2 separate regions of the Zea mays genome follow, and region 2 is linked to region 1. A link is a contact called in public Hi-C data. All regions are on one chromosome and are shown on one strand. Each heading gives the region's core, a stretch centred on a gene start, on an enhancer-like site or on the middle of the called end of the contact. The rest is flanking DNA. Distances are from core to core; before and after follow the strand shown. Region 1 holds the start of LOC100191258 (Polynucleotide 5'-hydroxyl-kinase NOL9). Region 2 holds the start of LOC103649660 (bromodomain-containing protein 1).

The links. A called contact is a pair of places that touch in the nucleus more often than the background predicts.
Region 2: a Hi-C map of tassel shows a contact between it and region 1, with 1.8 times the contacts expected there. The contact joins the promoter of LOC103649660 here to the promoter of LOC100191258 in region 1. A contact is called at or near these places in 3 of 25 Hi-C or Micro-C datasets (ear, leaf and tassel).

What each region holds. Positions count from the first base shown.
Region 1 is chr3:8,829,480-8,832,557 of Zm-B73-REFERENCE-NAM-5.0, reverse strand. LOC100191258 (Polynucleotide 5'-hydroxyl-kinase NOL9) reads left to right here and starts at 1,541. Exons shown (of 9, transcript NM_001136692.1): 1 at 1,541-1,733; 2 at 1,839-1,936; 3 at 2,064-2,097; 4 at 2,375-2,526; 5 at 2,615-2,795; 6 at 3,050-3,078. The coding sequence starts at 2,069.
Region 2 is chr3:8,972,559-8,975,636 of Zm-B73-REFERENCE-NAM-5.0, reverse strand. It overlaps LOC103649660 (bromodomain-containing protein 1), which reads right to left and starts at 1,401. Exons shown (of 2, transcript XM_008675392.4): 1 at 1-1,401. The coding sequence starts at 959.

The sequences.
Region 1 (3,078 bases), core at 292-2,791:
TGGGGTTGTCTTACCAGGTTTACAGTTCAGAAAAGAAAAAATTTCGGCCCCAACGGAAAACAGGAAATTTCGGGAATTCTAGATCAAAATCAAATAGATTTATTTTTTTAAACAAAAAATGATATAATTTATAATAACAAATGCCAAATTTGGAAATATATAATTTTCGGACATCACCGAAATCAAGGAAATTTCAGAAATTTCCGTCCGAAATTGTAAACCCTAGTTTCAGAATTTAAAATCACATCTAGCTCACATCATCTCTGCGTTATAGTTCCAGCCTCTCTCTCTCGAGCTGTTGCTGCACTGAACATATTGCATGTACTCCGTCCGTTATAGTATTAGATGTCATTCTGTCTGAATAGTATAATAAAAGATGTCATTCTAGATATAAAAGTAGTATTGTCCAATTTTACTCCTAGCTTCTGCATGCATGGCTCGCTACCCGCATACTAAAGAGGATGTTGGACTCCTATTTAATATGGGTATGACTGGAAATTTAACCCTCTATTACTCATTCCTTGATATCCAAAATGTCGTCTAAAACGACATCTAACTCAGTAACTCTGCATCGAAAGGAGTATCCATCAATCTGCTTCTCAGACTCTCTCCAGCAAGGTGCGCTATATGCTCCTCTACTCTATATTTAGCGCACGGTGATCAACTTTTTCTCTCCAACAACGTGCGCTAAAGGGTCTGATAAAATAGAGGACGTCCTCAACCACCTCCAAATGCAGCGGCTCCTCTATTCGTGTCTCTCTACTTCAGGTCCGCTAGAAATGTACAACAACATGCAATAGAATAAGTATTGTAGCTGAATTAATGAAGAATAAGTAGCAGCAAGCAATACTATTAGGTGTCTGCTCAAATATGTATAGTAATTTTTTAAGATTTGCCAAGGAAACTTTGTAATAAAAAGGTATACTATTTTAGGTGAAGAAAAAAATTAATATACATCGTATTTTAATACGAGATATACAAATGATATTTTTCTGTGCGTGTCCAATGCGGAAAAAAGAATGTAGAAAATAAAGTCTGGTAACACTATTTATATAGAGGATGAAATTTAGAGGACGTTGCTGGAGTAGAAAAAGATATAGAGGACGAAATATTTTAGAGAGTGTTGTAAAGGACACAAAATATTTCTTTAGAGGATGAAATTTAGAGGACGTTGCTGGAGACAACCTCATCACCTTACTTGGAGAGTACGAATTAGTGTTGAACCGGTCCTTTATGTGTAACATTTTATTTTTGTTTTTTTCGAACCTTTCCGTATGCATGGATGTATATCGTCGGGCTATATGCATCCCATGACACTAGTATAGTAACGTAGGGCCTTTTCAGGCCCAAGGGTTAATGGGCCGTACAAAAGAGGAAGGGCCCAAGTAGCAAGCCCTGACGCCATCCGATCCTGATCTGAACGGACCAGATTGCTGCCGGAGGAAGCAGGAGTGATGAACTTGGGCTCGCGCCGCTCCGCGCTCTGCCCTCTGCGAACCACGACGAGGTCTTCCTGACATGGCCGGCGCCCGCGGCCGCGCGACGCCGACGCGAACACCTCCGCGGTCGTCTTCCCCGGCGCCCCGCACCGAGGCGGTAGTCCCGCCGGACTGGGACTCCGCTGTATCGACCGTCTCCTCCCACCCCTCGCCCCCGGTGGTCGTCGTGTGCGGGCCCAAGAACAGCGGCAAGTCCACCTTCTCCCGCGTCCTCCTCAACGCGCTGCTCCCCAGGCAAGCCACCACCACAGAGCCAAGCCCCTCTGACCCTGACGAGCGACGACTCTGTTGGCGATGCTGGTGGTCCTCATAAACTGATAGTGTCGTGGTGCTTTGCAGGCATGGTAAGGTTGCTTATCTGGACACCGACGTGGGGCAGCCAGAGTTCGGGCCGCCGGGATGCCTCTCGTTCAATGTCCTCGACGAAGCTATTGCAGGTTAGTACATACGCTTGTGCTGGTTGGGCGTCAGTGCTGGTGTTTTTTCGTTTCAAATGCGGCAGTAGTCTTTTGTTCATTCGTCACTAACAAGTAACAAGATGATTTTTTGGGGGCTTCTGTGCAGATTTGATGAACCCAAGCCTACGGGAAGCTGAAAGGTGTAAAATCTCTCCTCTCATTTGTTATTTGCATACTGAAGTTCTGATTGTAGTGTGGTTATTTCACTTTGTTTCTCCACTTTAGGAATTTATGCACAATTTTATTGTGGAATTTCTTTGTTTGTTTACTGAAACAGTTGCAGACTCGCGTCAGTCAGTGTGTTAGCGATCATGTAACTTTTTAATTTTTGCTGGAGCAGATGTTTTGTTTAATATTTGCAACCTTTTATGTCATCCCTGCTTGGCTTTCACTAGTGCCATTTACAAATTCAATCAGGTGCTACTTCTTTGGTGACATTTCATCGAAAAGAGATCCAGAAGCATATCTGAATTGTCTATTCCATTCGTATGACTACTTTGTTGGAAAATATCGATGCGATGAGAATGAAATGCTGCCACTAATTGTCAATACACCTGGATGGGTAAAAGGTATTTGTTAGTCATTGCAGAGTTGATTTATCTTACCACATGCCTGTTTCACTGAAAATATTATGCGTTTTTTCTTTATTTAATGCAGGTGCTGGCTTTGATATGCTCGTAGAGATGCTAAGGTATATCTGCCCCACAATAGTTGTTCAGATACGCATCACAATCAAGAACAAAAATCTCCCTGATGGAGGGTTTTGGTTAGATGGTGGGCAAACAGGACCTATGATGATTAACATCGATGCTGCATTTCATGATGCCTCAAATAGATCGTAAGTAACTTATTTAGTTAGAAATTCAATAGTTATCATCCTCGTACTTGGAAATATATATATGCAATCTCATACCTAAGAACATGAAGCCATTTTTATCTCTGTTTATACTCAGACCTGTATCTGCACCATTCGTAGATAGTTGCATTTGGGAAGTTGAAGTTTACATGTTCTCTAGGTTTCTTTTGGGGAAAAGAAGTGCTAACAGGAGCTTCTAACGAAACAAACTCTGACATCATCTTCCTATTGGCAAGGTTGTTAATTCAGAAAGATTCATGTGGAA
Region 2 (3,078 bases), core at 152-2,651, 140 kb before region 1:
TCGTCAGATTTCCTGAGCGCTTCAGCCACAGCTTCATACTGCTCGACATCGACGATCTCGCACGGCTTCTCCAGATGCTTCCCTTCACGTGGTGGAGACCTTGGCTTCATGGACACCTGCTCCTTGGTTCCCTTATGGTTGATGGGCTTCTCAGGTTTCTTGAACTCTTTGCCTCTGGCGCGTTCTTCGGCGCCACTTGCCACTCTAGAACTGACGGCGCCGCCGTCGACGTGCGTACTGGATCCTTGAGGCCTGGCTTCTTTGGCGGCGACTAGCCGAGCACCGTCTGACTGCACGGATGGAGGCGGCACAAACGGCGGCATCACGCGCTTGTTGACCGGCAGGCAAACCGGGGTAGAACGGGCAGCGTCCTCCCGACGATTTGGCGAGTGGGCGCGCTTCTTAGCCCAGACGGAGGCCGAAGCAACCGTATCCTCCAGGGGCTCGGCGCAAGAGAGAGCGTTGGCTGGTCGGCGCGCCGGAACGGAACCGGCGGCGTGGCCCCGAGGCGCTGGCGCGTGGACGCGCTTCTTAGTCGACACGCGGGCCCAAGAGACCACAACCGGCGGAGGCGGCAGCGGAGCGCACGGGCGCTCCTGGGCCGGAACGCGCGCCGGCACGGCCGCATCCGCCGGTGCTGCGCAGGCGCGCTTCTTAGCGGGGAGGCACGCGGGCGCCGCGTCCTCCGGCGGCGACGGCACGATGGCTCGTTTCTTCGCCGGGAGGCAGAATGTGGCGCCGGCCACCTCCACCCGCGGCGCCGCGATGACCCTCTTCTTCACCGGGAGGCAGAGAGCGACGGCTGCTTCCTCCGGCGTGTGCGACGGCAGCATGCGCTTCTTGGCCGGCAGCGGCACGCTGGGAGTCGATCCGAGGTGGGAGCCGACGTGCCTGAATCGCTTCGATGGCGGCAGGTCGCGGACGCGGCCGCTCGCAATGCTGTTCTTGGCGATCTCCATGGATGGCGGGCAGCGAGATGGATGAGCTAAGCTAGGGGAGAAGAATTTTTCTGGGCGCGGGAGTTCCCAGCCGAGAGAAAGACGGGGTTTTACAGATCGCGCGAGCTCGAAAGTTTTCCGGGGTAAGCGCGGCGGCGGAGGAATCTGAGCAACATTTTGGCTTGGTGGGAAGACGAAATCGGAAGGCGAGGCGACGGCAACTTTCGTTTTGGGGTTGAAATTTTGAAATGGGCGTAGTGTTTCTGCCGCGGGGCATCGGCGGACTGCGATTTGCGGGGAAATTTTTTTGTTTTCGTTTGTTATGGGAAGAAGCTTGTAGCGGCGAAATGGCGCCAACCAGTGCCCCGTGCGCGCGCCAGATTGGGAATTGCGAATCGAGCAGGAGCAGTTGATTGAGCCTGATTGCTCCCAAAATAAACATGCCCTTTCTATGGGCCGACAACCCATGTACAGTAACGGGCGTGGGCCGTGTGGCCTCAGGGCTCAGGCCCTCGCTCAACTATTGAACAAATCTGATTCGCCTCACTCAGCTGAAAAACTATTTTAATTTTAAAGCTGTCCGCAGTAGTATAAAATAGAGAATTTATACATGATCTAGTATATAGATCCATCTAATAATATGTGTTGTTTGTTTAACTCTTAATATATTCAAATTGAATTATATAATTTAGGGGTAAACAAACAAGCCTAAGTTTTGAAACGTTTGAATCACCTCTATAGGCGGTTTTGGAAGCGGATTTGACTAACGTAGCGTCAAATCAGTCGCTCCACATGGCGCTAGGTTGTATATCAAGCCAACTCAGCTCGACTCGGCTCGTTAAGCTAATGAGCCACAGAGTCAGCTCAATTCGGCTCGTTTACGAGCTCGAACTAACTTGTTTAGCTCGCGAGCTACAGCGGGAAAAAAAATAATATGTATATAATAATCAATTTATAGTTAACTTTAAACTAATTTAATAATAGAAAATAGTAATTATATCAGTAGTTTCACATACCACATCAATGTACACACCAAATTAATACAACTCATCACTCATCAATTCACAATTCACACACATGTTCATCAGTTTAACATAATTATATTTGCATAGCCCAATTTAACATATAGACATAGTTCATCAATTATTAGTTTAACTCATAGGTCGTAGACACCACACATAAATATAACATGTTTATCAATTATTACGTAAATAATATGTATATAATTGTGTTTTACTGAAATGTGGTAGCTCGTTTAGCTCGTGAGCTGGTTCGTCAACGAACCGAGCTAATATATCAGCTTAACTAGTGAAAAAAATTCAAACGAGCCGATTCGAGTCGAGCGAGCTGATGAGCAACAGACATTTCATCTAGCCCTACATGGCTCCACATCAGCCATAAAAGAGATAATCAGAATTTCGCGATAGTTCAAAAAGGTTAGTTTTTTTAAAAAAATATAAGAAAAACATGTATTTTAAAAACACTAAATTTTATTTAACCTCAGAAATTTGGTATTAGCATCATAATAATAAAAATATATTAAAAACTTGTTTTTATTAAATCTCTACTACCACCGGTTTTCACCGTTCTATTTCTACGGTTGTCATACATCAGCTTTTACAGTTTCACTGTCGTCCGGCGTAAGAGCAACTCCAGTAGTTCTCTAAAAGACTTTCTAAATCAATAATTTAGGTACTTAACATGAAAATTATTCTCCAACAGTTCTCTAAATGAACTTTCTAAATTTAACAACTTGTCATCTAACCTCGTTTTCTCTCTACATTTGGCAACCATTTAACAACTCCCTAAACAAAAATGTTAACTGTATTATATAGTTTTTTGTGACTTATTTTTTATGTGGATAAATACAAAACAAAATTACAACCTATATTTAGAGAACTATTGGCGAACTCACATATTTTTACTCTAAAAACCATTTAGCAACTTCTTAAATCTATGATTTAGAGAGCTAAAATTTACATAACTATTGGAGTTGCTCTAATCAACACACCTCCCTTCTCCCACCGGACCGCGCAACTATCACCCTTTGTATTTTAGTGTTCGTCTATGCACTAGACTTCAATTATTCAGAAAAAAACTAATTATTCAGAAAAAACAATTCACATGTATTTATCTCTAA